3 separate regions of the Sus scrofa genome follow, and regions 1 and 2 are each linked to region 3. A link is a contact called in public Hi-C and promoter capture Hi-C data. All regions are on one chromosome and are shown on one strand. Each heading gives the region's core, a stretch centred on a gene start, on an enhancer-like site or on the middle of the called end of the contact. The rest is flanking DNA. Distances are from core to core; before and after follow the strand shown. Region 1 holds the start of KIF3B (kinesin-like protein KIF3B). Region 2 overlaps NOL4L (nucleolar protein 4-like). Region 3 holds the start of ASXL1 (putative Polycomb group protein ASXL1).

Region 1 (4,266 bases), core at 541-3,040, 72 kb before region 3:
GTGTTAAGGAGCCAGGAAAAAAATGCAGGGGAAGTAAGTAGCAATACCTCCCACGCTAGGGTATGGGGTGCGGAAGAGTATCCCAGACATTCATTCTTTCATTCAATATTCAATGTATATTTACTACTATGGACCAAGCAGGCATGGTTTTAGGCAAAACAGATATAACAGTGAATGAAGGAGTTCCTGTTGTGGCTCAGTGGTTAACGAATCTGACTAGCATCCATGAGGACCCAGGTTCGATCCTGGCCTTGCTCAGTGCGTTAAGGATCCGGCGTTGCCGTGAGCTGTGGTGTAAGTCGAATATGAGGCTTGGATCCTGCATTGCTGTGGTATAAGCCAGGAGCTACAGTTCCAATTTGACCCCTAGCCTGGGAACCTCCATATGTGGCAGGTGCAGCCCTAAAAAGCAAAAAACAAAACAAAACAGTGAATGAAGGGACCCTGCTCTCAGGAGCTTCTACAGAGTGTGTAACAGCAGGTTGAGTTCCTGCAGAAAAGGAATATGGAACTGGCCTTCCAGGCCATTCTAGCTGGAACAGAGTTGTATCGATTTTAAAAGCAGTGGGAGTACATGAATGATGTTAAGTGGAATGTGCCATGCTGTGTTTCATGTTTGTTTTTATTATTATTGTTATTGTCTTTTCTAGGGCCCCACCCACAGCATATGGAGGTTCCCAGGCTAGGGGTCTAATCGGAGCTGTAGCTGCCAGCCTACACCAGAGCCACAGCAACGCAGATCCTCTGCGTCTGCAACCTACACCACAGCTCACAGCAACGCTGGATCTTTAACCCACTGATCGAGGCCAGGGATGGAACCCGAAAACTCATGGTTCCTAGTGGGATTCGTTAACCACTGCGCCACGATGAGAACTCCTTCATGTTTTAAAATGATCACTTGGGGAGTTGGGCAACTCCCACTGTGGCTCAGCAGATTAATTATAGGACTAGTATCCATGAGGATTTGGGTTTGATTCCTGGCCTCACTCAGAGGATTAAGGATCCAGTGTTGCCGTGAGCTGTGGTGTAGGTTGCAGATGCAGCTCAGATCTGGCATTGCAGTGACTGTGGGTAGGCTGGCAGCTGCAGCTCTGATTCGACCCCTTAGCCTGGGAACTTCCATAAGCTGCAGGTGTGGCCCTAAAAAGACACCCCCCCCAAAAAAAAATCACCTTGGCCACCTTGTGGAAAATAATTGTCAGGTCAGGACTAGACAAAAAAGTAGAAGAAGAGATCAGATATGGCAGGCACACTAGACACAGGAAGAACTCCACCTGGCCTGGTGGGGTGGCACTGAGATGGAGAACGGTGGAGGCAGAAATATTTGAGAGGTACACTAAGGGACGTGGTGACTGGATGTGGGGGAGAGTGAAGGATAAGGAAGAGATAAGAATGATTCCTAAATTTTTGGCTTGAGTGACCGGCCAGACCCTAAATATGAACTATCTCAGTAGCCGTTTGAGATGCAAGGCAGATAATGGATGCGAAAGCGCTTTAGGAAAGGTCAAATGGAGAGATCAAGCCATTGCGTTCCATTTTACAGATGGGCAAACTGAGGCACGAGATACTAGCAAGTAGAGTTAGGCCATGTCGCGCCCTCTCACACCCTTTAAATGCGTGAAAAGTCTCAAGGATGTTGAGACAAGGTACCTACAAAGAGCCGGTACCTTGCCGCCCCAGCCCTCCTCTCCCTGTCTCGCCCCGCCCCACCTCGCCAGACAAGCTTTCCATGTCCGCCACTCGTGTCCCAATAAAGTTATTGAAATTGACACTGGTTGCTAAGGAAGTGGGTCGCCTTGCCGGGTTGCTAAGGAAGTGAGCGGCCGCCGTCTCTCCCCATCCGGGGCAGCGGGGAATGGCTGAGCCTCACGGTTCGCCACCGCCCCCGCCGCCGCCGCCGCCACTACTGCCGCCGCCGCAGCCGCCGCCGCTGCCCGCTTTCGGCTCGGGCCGCAGGTGAGTCAGGGGAGATGTTCGATCAACTGCCGGGCAGGGCCAATCCTTCCGCCGCCTGGGATCTTCCGGGAGTACCGCGGGGCAGCAACACCGACTATGCTGCTCCGGGAACGGGAGCATCCTCAGCCCTGCCTCCCGGGCATCTTCTGGCAGTGCGGGCGGTCTCGCCCCTCCTCCTCCGGGCGGAGGTGTGCTGCCTGACCCCAAACCCGGCCGCGAGGGGTCGAGGTCACGGACCCAGCTCTAGAGGGAGGCGGGCAAGCGAAAGCCTGGGGTCAGAACCTAGGCGCTGCCCCTGGCTCACCTGTGACCTTGGGCAAGTACCTTCCCATCTTGGTCTCAGTTGACCTGTTTGTCCAATGAGGTCCTAACAGTTGCGGCTCAGAGTGGTTAAGATGAGAATTCTTAGGGCACCCTGGCTTGGGGGCCAAGAGTCCAGCTTGAAGTCTGAGTGTCTGGATTTGTGACTCTGCATCTCCACTGAGTAACTTTGTGGCCTTGGGCACATTAATCTCTGTGAGCCTTTTCTTTATTTGTAAAATGCATTAATGAACCACTGTGAGAGTCCATTGAGACAGGTATATCAGGTAGCTTGGCATAGTAAGTGCTCAGCAAGCTGTTCTGAGGCATGTGGGGTGGTTTGGGCAAGGCTTCCTGGAGGCCATGACTTTGAGACAGGTAGGCTTTAGGTGTGTAGTGCACCAGCTCATGTGGATATCCGCCCCCCACTTCTTACCGTTTGACATCCCTCCACTCTCAGCTTTACTTCTCCATTCTGCTCAGAGCAAGAGAGGTGGTGTGGACCAAGTAGCCCTGGTGGGGGACCAAGTCCTTGTAGATTCCTGGGGTTATGGTTTTATTTTCTACTTATACCTTTTTGACTCTTACAAAAGAAAAAGTTATCTTTGGGGAGTTCCCATCGTGGCTCGGTGAAACGAATCTGACTAGTATCCATGAGGATGCATGTTCAATCCCTGGCCTCGCTCAGTGGGTTAAGGATCTGACATTGCCTCGAGCTGTGGCGTAGGCCAGTAGCTGCAGCTCCAAGTGGACCCTTAGCCTGGGAACCTCCATATGCCTTGGGCGTGGCCCTAAAAAGACGAAGGAAAGAAAAAAGAAAGGAAGGAAGAAAAAAAAGTTATCTTCATGTCTTTTGAGAAGTGCTTGAAACAGTAATAGCTATTTACAGGTGTGATTGGCCCTTAGCCTGGGTTTGAACCGCATCAGTCTACGGGATACATGGGTTTTTTCAATGAAGATACACCTACTTCACCTTTATATATAAGGGACTTGAGCATCTGTGGATTTGGTATGCATGGGGGTTCCTGCAACCATTCCCCCACAAGTATTGAGAATGAACTATATATGATTAAGAAGTACTTTTCAGGTGTATTATCTCACTTAATCTTCACATAGACTTTGCCAGGTAGGTGGTGATGTCATCCCTATTTTGAAGATAAGAAAACTGAGGCTAAGAAAAGTGAATGACTTGCCTAAAAATCTTATACATATTAAATGGTGGAGCTGAACATGTTTCCAGGTAAATCCTGTATTTTCTCCCCCTCACCAGGATGTCTCTGATTTCTCAGCTGTAGCTGTTACAAAGCCACAAGGGTATTCTTTTGTTGCTTCTGACTGCTATGGTTAGAGGCTTTTCCTCCACTGGCAAGGAAACAAGATCTTACATAAAGCTTCATTTAAATAGATACCATCCATAGTGTGGACTTCAAAAAAGAGCTGGAATGTTTAAAAGAGGCTTCTCTCTCCTCTAGTTCCCTCCTCTTTCAAGTGGGAGGAGTATTTTGTAGGCCCTTTCAGTGGTACCATGCAATTCCAATTGTGGGCTAGTGTTTTAAGCATGGAATCAGGCTGCCTGGATTCAAAACTTGGCTCTGCCACTTCCAAGTTATGTGCTGCTGAGCAGTATACTTTACCTCTTTGTGCTACAGTTTCATCATCTGTAAAAGGGGGATGATAATTGTATCCACCATATATCACTGTTGTGAGGATTTATTGGTGCCTGATACATGTAAAGTGCCTGGTGTGTTTGGTAAACATTAGCTATTGTTATTTGGGCTTAACATAGCACTGATATTGTTCTTTATATTCTATTTATGGTTGGTGAATGAATAAATTAAAGCATGTGCTGATGATACCAGGTCGGTCAACCTTACAAAGTCATTGCATGCATGAAACAGTCACTGTCATAGTATTATATAAATGTCAGGTGGCACAGTAGGTTAAGGATTTGGCTTTTTCACTGCTGTGGCTTGGGTTCCATCCCTGGCCCCAGAACTTCTGCATACTGTG
Region 2 (4,084 bases), core at 361-2,860, 120 kb after region 3:
AGTCAACAGGCACTTGCATTTACGGCGATCTACCCTGTGCCAGTGCTGTGTTGGGGCGCCATGACTGCGGCAGGGCTCTCTCCCTCCCTGTCATTCAGGGGAAGAGAGAGCGAAAAATTCTGACCCACTTGTAAGCGCTGAGAGAGTGGGGGCTGGGAAAGCCCCTCCTCAGGTATCTACTGACTGTCAAGCTCTCCCCAGCCAGTGTTCCCACGGCCCCCGGCAAGGGGCCACGTGAATCCTTGCTTTTGGATGATGGTTCTAGCTAAGCTTTTGACACCTAGTCATACATCAATTTTTTTAAGTGAGAAATTGAAGCAATTAACCTAACTTCAACCCCCCCTCAATATAAATTCCAATCAAAATTAGCTCCCACACCCTTACTTTCAGGGCTGATCTGGGAGAGAAGGCTTCCCAGACCCCTCTGGCCATCTACCTGCCAAAGCAGAGCCCCCCGCTGTGGAGGGCAGACTGTAGCCTCGCCCACTCACACCGAGCCCAGGCCCCGGGAGCAAGCCAATCACACAGGCAATTACCAGTACACACGGTTCTGAGTCCATCAACGAAAAGCAGGGGAGGCCTAAGGGACCTGCAGGAGGTGCTGGCCCAGGTTATGAGGCTGGGCCTCAGCCCTGAGAATTTTTTTTTTTTTTTTTTTTTTTTTTTTAAGGCCACACTTGCAGCATATGGAGGTTCCCAAGCTAGGGGTCTAATCGGAGCTACAGCTGCTGGCCTACACCACAGCCACAGCAATGCCAGATCTGAGCAGCATCTGCGACCTACACCACAGCTCATGGCAACGCCGGATCCTTAACCCACTGAGTGAGCCCAGGCATTGAACCCACAGCCCCATGATTCCTAGTCAGATTCATTTCCACTGAGCCACGACAGGAACCCCAGCCCTGTGAATGGACCCCAGGTGCTCCCCCTGCTAGCCCAGAGGTCACAAGTTGGGCACTTCTTGCTTTTCCCTTCTGGAACCTCACAGGAATTCACTCTGCTAATTTCTCTTTCTTTCCTTTTTTTTTTTTAAGAAGGGACACCTTTATTTATTTATTTATTTATTTGCCGCTTCCCGCGTTCCCAGGCTAGGGGTCTAATCGGAGCCGTAGCCACCGGCCTACACCAGAGCCACAGCAACTCGGGATCCGAGCCACGTGTGCAACCTACCCCACAGCTCACGGCAACACCAGATCCTCAACCCACTGAGCAAGGCCAGGGATCAAACCTGCAACCTCATGGTTCCTAGTCGGATTCGTTAACCACTGTGCCACGAGGGGAACTCCTAATTTCTCTTTCTGTAAACAAACTTTAATGAAATTTCCTTTAGAAAATAAGAGTGTATATAATCCCTTACTTCCAGGCCACCCCCCTACCCAGACCTCATGTGACTGGCTAGTCATTCCCCCTGACTCCTCTTACCTCTGCCCTCGGACACCCTGCAGGCTGCAGCCTTGCCCACCTGTTGATAAAAGTCCATCATTTATTCAGCACCAAAGGGCCTGAGCCACTCGCAGGGCGACTGAGCCAACTGCCCTTCTGGGGAGGGAACTCAAGAGCCAGCCAAGGGATGGGGGGCGGGCGTATGGCACCCAGACAGGCCCTGGGACACGCCCTAATCTGGGAGCCCTGACTCTGAGCAGAAGGAGAGGAGACGACCAAACCCTCCCTGCTCTTATCTGCAGTCCAAAATTCACGGGCAGGTTCAGTTTCTCTCCACCCAGGTTCTGAGGCCCTACCTCCTCTGCAGGCAAACTAGCACCAACTGCTGCCCAGCCCAGGAGGAGGAGAAAATGGGAGACCAGAGGGAAATGGTGGAAACGCGCCTGTATCCATGGCTGTAACTAGGGGCAGGTGCTATCAGTAACCTGATTATTTTACAACTGGGGTCAATTTCTTGGGAACTGGGTTCCTGGTACCTCTGAAGTTGAGCCATTTGCATCCTCCAGGATAGGGATCCTGGGGTGTGCCTCACACAACATTTTCCAGTTCCTTCCTCAGAGCTGTAATTCTATCTCTACCACTTGCTTTGAGGGAGCAAAGGAGGAGGATTTGCTGGGAATGGTGCAGTTGCAAACCGTAAGCCCTGACCGGGAGCCTCGGGTATGTGTTTCAGAGGAGGGGTGGGAGGCGGGCATGTGCCTGGGCCGTTTCTGGGAACAGACCTCTTCCCTGTCCAGCCCCTGGGGGGTCTCTTTGATGAAAGGCTGAAGATCCTGTTGAAAGGACCACCAGGCTCAAGGCAGTTCCCCCAGCACCGGCTCTACCCCAAGCAGGCGGGCACCAAGATGGAGAAAGTGAGTACCTCCTTCTAGAACACCTGCAGGCCCCTTCTAGGCCCTGGAAATTCTTCAGTGCGAGGCAATCTCCCCCCCTTGTCTCCATGTCAGCAAGCATTACACACACAACCTTCTGAGCATGCCAAGAAGGTACTGAACCACATTTGACCCCAACTTAACCACTTCAGTTCATCAGACGGCTTATTAATGAAGAGAAAACCCCCCAGGATCTAAAGCAATGAGGGTTCAAATCCCCATTGGGAAGGAACAGCACAAATGAAATCTTAGGGTGGTCTGAGCCACAGCTCCTGGGAGCTGTGGGGTCCCAAGGCTGCTGCTTCATGCTACATCCCAAGCCCACCTGGCCACCGGGGGAGGAGGCCAGCCTCCTGGGGACACTCTAGCACAATTCCACTCCTTCTGCCAGCACACCTCCTCTGCTTCCTAGCCACACAAGCACAGGCTCTTCTGGGAAATGTGAAGTGGGGAGGGCTGACATAGCCAGTCACCTACCACATTTTAGGTATTCTCTCTCTCTCTCTCACACACACATACACACACACACACACTACACACGGTCTGTCAGAAACATGTTCGCATCTACACGGAGATGCTCTGTTGTCTCTGCTGTCATGGGTGCCTGGATGCTGGGGTGAGCATTTTCAACACCTTCCTACTAGTGAATTGAGTGTAAAACGGGCTTTTGTTTCCCCAGCAAAGGCAACTGGCTGTTTTCCCAGCACTCCTCACCACGAGGGCCTCATTGATACCCCAGGCCCTGCCGTTAACAGGGGTGTCTTGAAAAGGGAGGCTGGAGAGATGAGCTTCAGCAGGCAGGGTTCTCCCAGCCAAAAAGAGGGCTAGAGAGAAACCACCCTGCACCCATCCTCTGCAGGAGTCTCCTTCCAAGAAAAGGACCCAGACAAGAGCAAAAAGTTCTTGAGCAGTTCAGCTCCACGTGGCCCTGAGGTGCCAGGGGCCACATCCATTCTCCCAAATCAGTCTTCTCAACTGGGAGGAAGGCCCTGGGTGCTCTGCTCCTGCTGTTCCTCAGGAAGGTGCTGAATGGCGTCTTGCTCCTCAGCCAGTGGGTATGGGAGGAGGTGCTGTCTCCAAGCCCAGCTCCACAAAACAAGCCCACCTGGAGCTGGGGTCACGCAGGAGCTTGATGATATTCAAGGACATATTTAGGCACTAATGGTTTTCCAATGACGGGGTAATTTACTACCTGGGGGCTAAACTACCACTGGGGGCTGGGCCCTGAGTGGGCTTCCCCCCTTCCCCCAGAACAACCCACAGCTGCCAAGCAGGGAGCAAGGCAAGACAGGGCCACAGGTCATGACTCTCTCTGGAGGAGTTGTGAGCGCCCCACACCCCCCCCACCTGGGAGGACGGGGGCCCAGGCTGGGGTTTCCAGCTGATTCTGGGATAAGTAGGGCTTTATCTCAAGGGAGAATCTATTTCAAGCCACAATCCTTCTCAGAAAGAGGAGGAAATCACAGAGTCCAAACACCATTTCAGGTGAAATCAGGAGGTTATTAATCTCCCCTCAGAGCAGACAGAAAGAAAAATCAATGTTTTAGAGGGGGTAAAAAAGGTTCCATTTGAATTAATGGGTTTGTGGCTTCTCCATTGATCTGCGCCTCTTCACACTTTCTTTCCGTGCTTTTGTGCTCTTGGGGAGGAGGGAGGAAGAAGGGAATGGGGAGGAGGGGGTGGGCCTCCCGATAAGGAAAAGGACGGTCTAACCTTAACCTTTCTCCAGGAATAATGCTAATTAGCTAGGCTTAATGAGAACTTCCCCC
Region 3 (3,996 bases), core at 1,145-3,644:
GATCCCTGGCCTTGCTCAGTGGGTTAACGATCCAGCGTTGCCATGAGCTGTGGTGTAGGTTGCAGACACGGCTCGGATCCCAATTTGCTGTGGCTCTGGTGTAGGGCGGTGGCTACAGCTCCAATTCGACCCCTAGCCTGGGAACCTCCATATGCCGCGGGAAGTGACCCTCGAAAAGACAAAAAAAAAAAAAAAAAAAAAAAAAAAATCAGGTCAGACAATTTTTGGGTTGTGGAGGTGGGATTCTTCCTTTCCCTCTGTTGGAGTGAAGTTAGAAGGGGACAGAAGATTTTAAAGCACCTTATTTCACCGTCTACCGTCGATTTACTGTGCAGGATTTTGTTTATTGGACACCAAAGTCTTGTGTGATGTGCATTAGAAACAGGAGCACTGGAGTTCCTGTTGGGGCTCAGCGATAACGAATTTGACTAGTATCCGTGAGGATGTGGGTTTGATCCCGTGCCTCGCTCAGTGGGTTAAGGATCCAGCATTGATGTGAGCTGTGGTATAGACTGCAGACTTGGCTTGGATCCCAAATTGCTGTGGCTGTGGTGTAGGCTGGCAGCTACAACTCCCATTTGACCCCTAGCCTGGGAACTTCCATAAAAAGCAAGCAAGCAAGCAGGAGCACTGAACTCCTTGTTAGGCTTGGGCAGCATGGTGTTGGTCTTCCCTAAGCATTGGCTCTCCCGTGTGCTGACCTCAGGGAGTGAAGAGTGTGCTTCCTCAGAGGGAAAAACTTTCAAATATGGCCACTGACCCTTCCTCCCTAATTTTAAAGAACTGGCCATTATCCAATTTAAGGCTGATTCTAGGAATGTTTCTGGATATTGGCTGATTCAACAACCAGGCACAGAAAACCTATGTGTTGGGTACTCTGAATCTCATTTCATTTCGTGCTCTGCAACCAAGGCTCAGAGAGGGTAAATACATTGCCCATTGCCTCTCAGCCCGGTACCTATTAAACACTAGCTCTATGCCAGGAGCCAAATTATATATACCCATTCACACCCTCTTCCAACATGCCAGGTGTTTTATGTTGATTTTAATCTCAATAATGCTGTTAGGTATTACGCTGATAACCTGGACTGGCTGGTCTAGGTCCGTTTGACCCCAGGTTCTGTGTTCTCTCCAGGGTACTGCCTCAAAAAAGGCCTCAGGTGCATTCTGGAAAGTATGGCCCCTAAGTCCAAGTTCTTTACACCACCCATATCACCAAGTTCACTAGGTGGTAAGAACACTGTGGGCTGGGGTGCAGCTTCTGCAAATACAGCTTCTGCAAACACAAAGCGGCATGAAAGCACAGGAGGAAATGGGAAACTGTCTAGGTCCCTCAATCATGAAATAACCGTTTTACTGGTATGAGTTTCTTTTTGTCTCATTATTATGCGGCAGTGAGTCATTTAGCGGAGGACCAAAAGGGAAAGTCCTGTCACTTGTCACCTACAAGAAGTGTCCGTGAGAATCGCTTAGGCGGAGAAAGGCACTAAGTGGGGGGTGGGGGTTGAGCTACCAGTTGTCAATCCCCACCCTTAACAGCGCGACGGCCCGCAAGAGAGAAGCGCAGAAGGGGTTAAACCTAGCACGGTGGAGGTGGTGTGGTGGGGATCCAGCCACCGCCCCTTCCCAGCATTACCTCCCATAATGCTTCAGGCCCCCATCCAGTTCCCGCACCTCGCGAGACTCCACCCAGCCCCTTCCCCGAAAGACTGTCTTTCCCCCTTCCTCACCGAGCTCTGCGCGGGGCGGAGGAAAGGAGGGGAGGGCGGAAAAGACGGGCCGCTGGGATCGCCGGGAAGTGTGGTCCGAAGGTTGCAAGCAGCCATATTCTTCCGGAGCGGGAGAGGCCAGACAGGCAGCCTGGACTACGACTCCCAGCCACCTTTTCGGTTTGTTTTTGTTCAAAAAAAAAAAAAAAAAAAAAACCCCACAGTCCCCCTCCTCACTCTTCACACACACTCACACACACCCACAGCAGACACGCATATACCCTGGCGCCGAAGGGAAAGCCGCGTCTCGCCTTCCTGCCCCGCCGCCAGTCTAGTCTTGGCCCCTCAGCAGAGCGGGAAAGCGGAGGCCAGAGCTGTGACCTCTGACCCCATGGTTATGCGGTGCCGCCGCATTCCTTAGCGATCGCGGGGCCACTGCTGCCGCCGCCTCCACCGCCACCGCCGCCGCGGGCGACTGACGCAGCGCGGGCGCGTGGAGCCGCCACCCCTCCCCCACCGCCGTCCTCGCGCCGGGTCTCGCGCCAGCCGGTCCCCAGCGCGCCCGCCCCTTCTCCCCGGCCGCACCCGAGTCCTCGCGCGCCGCCGCCGCCACGCGCCCCCCGCTGCTGCTGCCGCCGCCGCCGCCGCCGCCGCCGCCGCCCCAGCCCCGCGCCGCCGCCGCCGCCCTAGCCCACCCCGCCCGGAGGTCCCGCGTGGAGCCGCCGCCGCCGCCGCCGCCGCCGGGGAGGAGGAGGATGAAGGACAAACAGAAGAGGAAGAAGGAGCGCACGTGGGCCGAGGCCGCGCGCCTGGTGAGGCGGGCGGCAGAGGGGGGCTTGGTGGGGGGGCGTGTGGAGGGTGGGTTGGGCGGGCACCCCCCCACCGGGAGGGGGAGGGGTGAAAGCCCTGCCCACCGCAGGAGGGGGCGGGCCACTCGGGAACGGGACAGTCCCCCCCCAAGGCGTTCGGTGGGGAGAGGTCCCCCGCCGGGTCGGATGTGGCGCCTTTTTCTGCACGCTTCCCCCCCCCCCAAATTCCTGCGGAGGGGCGAGCTGGCTGGCCGGCTCCTCCCTCTCCGGGCGGCGGGGCCTCAGCCACCCCTCCCCCACTATTTGGCAGTATCTCGGGGGTCTGGGGAAGCTTCGTTTGTGCACCCGGGGGAGTTAGGTTTCCGGGAAAGGTCGGAAGCTCCTCCCTCGCTTCCTGGTGGGCAGTGGGGTAGTGCGTTTGACTCCGGGGGTGGGAAAGAGCCCCCAGTTTCAAGGACGCGAGTGGCATTTTGAGATTTCGAAATCTAAACCAGGTGTGTGGAGGGAAACAAATGCTTACTCCCAGCTTGAACCCTGAGCTGTGGTTCTCAAACTTTAGTGTCCTGTGGGGACACCTGGGGAGGTTGTTAATGAATACTCATCTTAGGGTCCTACCTAAGACCTTTTGAGTCTTAGATTCTGAAGTAGAGCCTGAGTATGTTCATTTTAACCAGCTACCCAGGTTGGTTGTAATGCAGGTGGCCCACCGACCACACTTTGAGAACTGCTGACTGGACTTCATAAGTCTGGACATAGGCATTCTGCAGAGAACTAAGTACACTTTGCAAAGAATGTATCTGTGTGTTCTCTATTCCTTGTTGTCCTGGTGCATGTATACATGCAGTGTTGGACAAAGACTAAGTGTCTCTGAAGATACTGCTTACTGAGGACTTAGCAAAGGAGAGAGTAATTTGAGTATTTGGAGCTGTCTGGTGAGGGAGGTTGTGAATTTTCTGTTCTCAGTGTCACAAGACTTGCAAGTGAAATATCTTCCTTTTGGATTTGCACCCACAAAGCTAAGACACTTTGAGACATATTCTTATAAAATCTTGCTGATGACAGTAGTAACAGGTTATACTTGTCTCAGAAATGTCACTTTCTCAGAATTATCACAAAGCAGGGTTATAGTGCAGATGGCACACTTGTCTCTCGACAACTTGTAGTTTATATGCAATTGCTATAATTCACTTTTAATGATGAATGAAGCTCAACTTTCTAATCTTTCATTTTATTGGAGAGTGAGGTTCTTGCCTCAGAGGTGTTGTGCAGAAGAAGATGAACGTGTGTTTGAGGTTTTTAGAAAACTATGGTTCAACTTTTTCTTTCTTGGAGCCTGTAAAACTCAGTCGTTGACTTAAAAAGAACTAATGCTGTTTAGTTTATAGGAAAAATTTGGAGTACCTGATCATCTTCCCCAGGCATCTGTTACCCAAGGAACAGAAGTAGCAATTAGTTTGTGTGTTGAAGTTTTGTGCTTC

What was found. Promoter capture Hi-C pulls out the DNA fragments that hold promoters and counts their contacts. A called contact is a pair of places that touch in the nucleus more often than the background predicts.
Region 1: a Hi-C map of embryonic fibroblasts shows a contact between it and region 3, with 2.3 times the contacts expected there. The contact joins the promoter of KIF3B here to the promoter of ASXL1 in region 3. A contact is called at or near these places in 2 of 5 promoter capture datasets (fetal liver and liver) and 6 of 47 Hi-C or Micro-C datasets (embryonic fibroblasts, heart right ventricle, liver and 1 more).
Region 2: a contact with region 3 is called in a promoter capture Hi-C map of fetal liver, with 2.7 times the contacts expected there. The contact joins the enhancer-like site here to the promoter of ASXL1 in region 3. A contact is called at or near these places in 1 of 5 promoter capture datasets (fetal liver), 4 of 47 Hi-C or Micro-C datasets (fetal heart ventricle, fetal skeletal muscle, fibroblasts and 1 more) and 2 of 2 datasets of contacts at active chromatin or transcription factors (alveolar macrophages and skeletal muscle).

What each region holds. Positions count from the first base shown.
Region 1 is chr17:35,912,424-35,916,689 of Sscrofa11.1, forward strand. KIF3B (kinesin-like protein KIF3B) reads left to right here and starts at 1,791. Exons shown (of 9, transcript XM_021077424.1): 1 at 1,791-1,956.
Region 2 is chr17:36,104,026-36,108,109 of Sscrofa11.1, forward strand. The region is part of intron 4 of NOL4L (nucleolar protein 4-like); the gene reads right to left. Among named protein-coding and RNA genes, the nearest start is that of NOL4L, 95 kb to the right of the region's middle. Within about 2 kb of position 1,611, at least 4 of the 83 cell types and tissues checked have an H3K27ac peak or open chromatin away from gene starts, as enhancers often do. A contact at or near this core is called in fetal liver, where this site is marked.
Region 3 is chr17:35,983,584-35,987,579 of Sscrofa11.1, forward strand. It overlaps ASXL1 (putative Polycomb group protein ASXL1), which reads left to right and starts at 2,395. Exons shown (of 12, transcript XM_021077427.1): 1 at 2,395-2,521. The coding sequence starts at 2,465.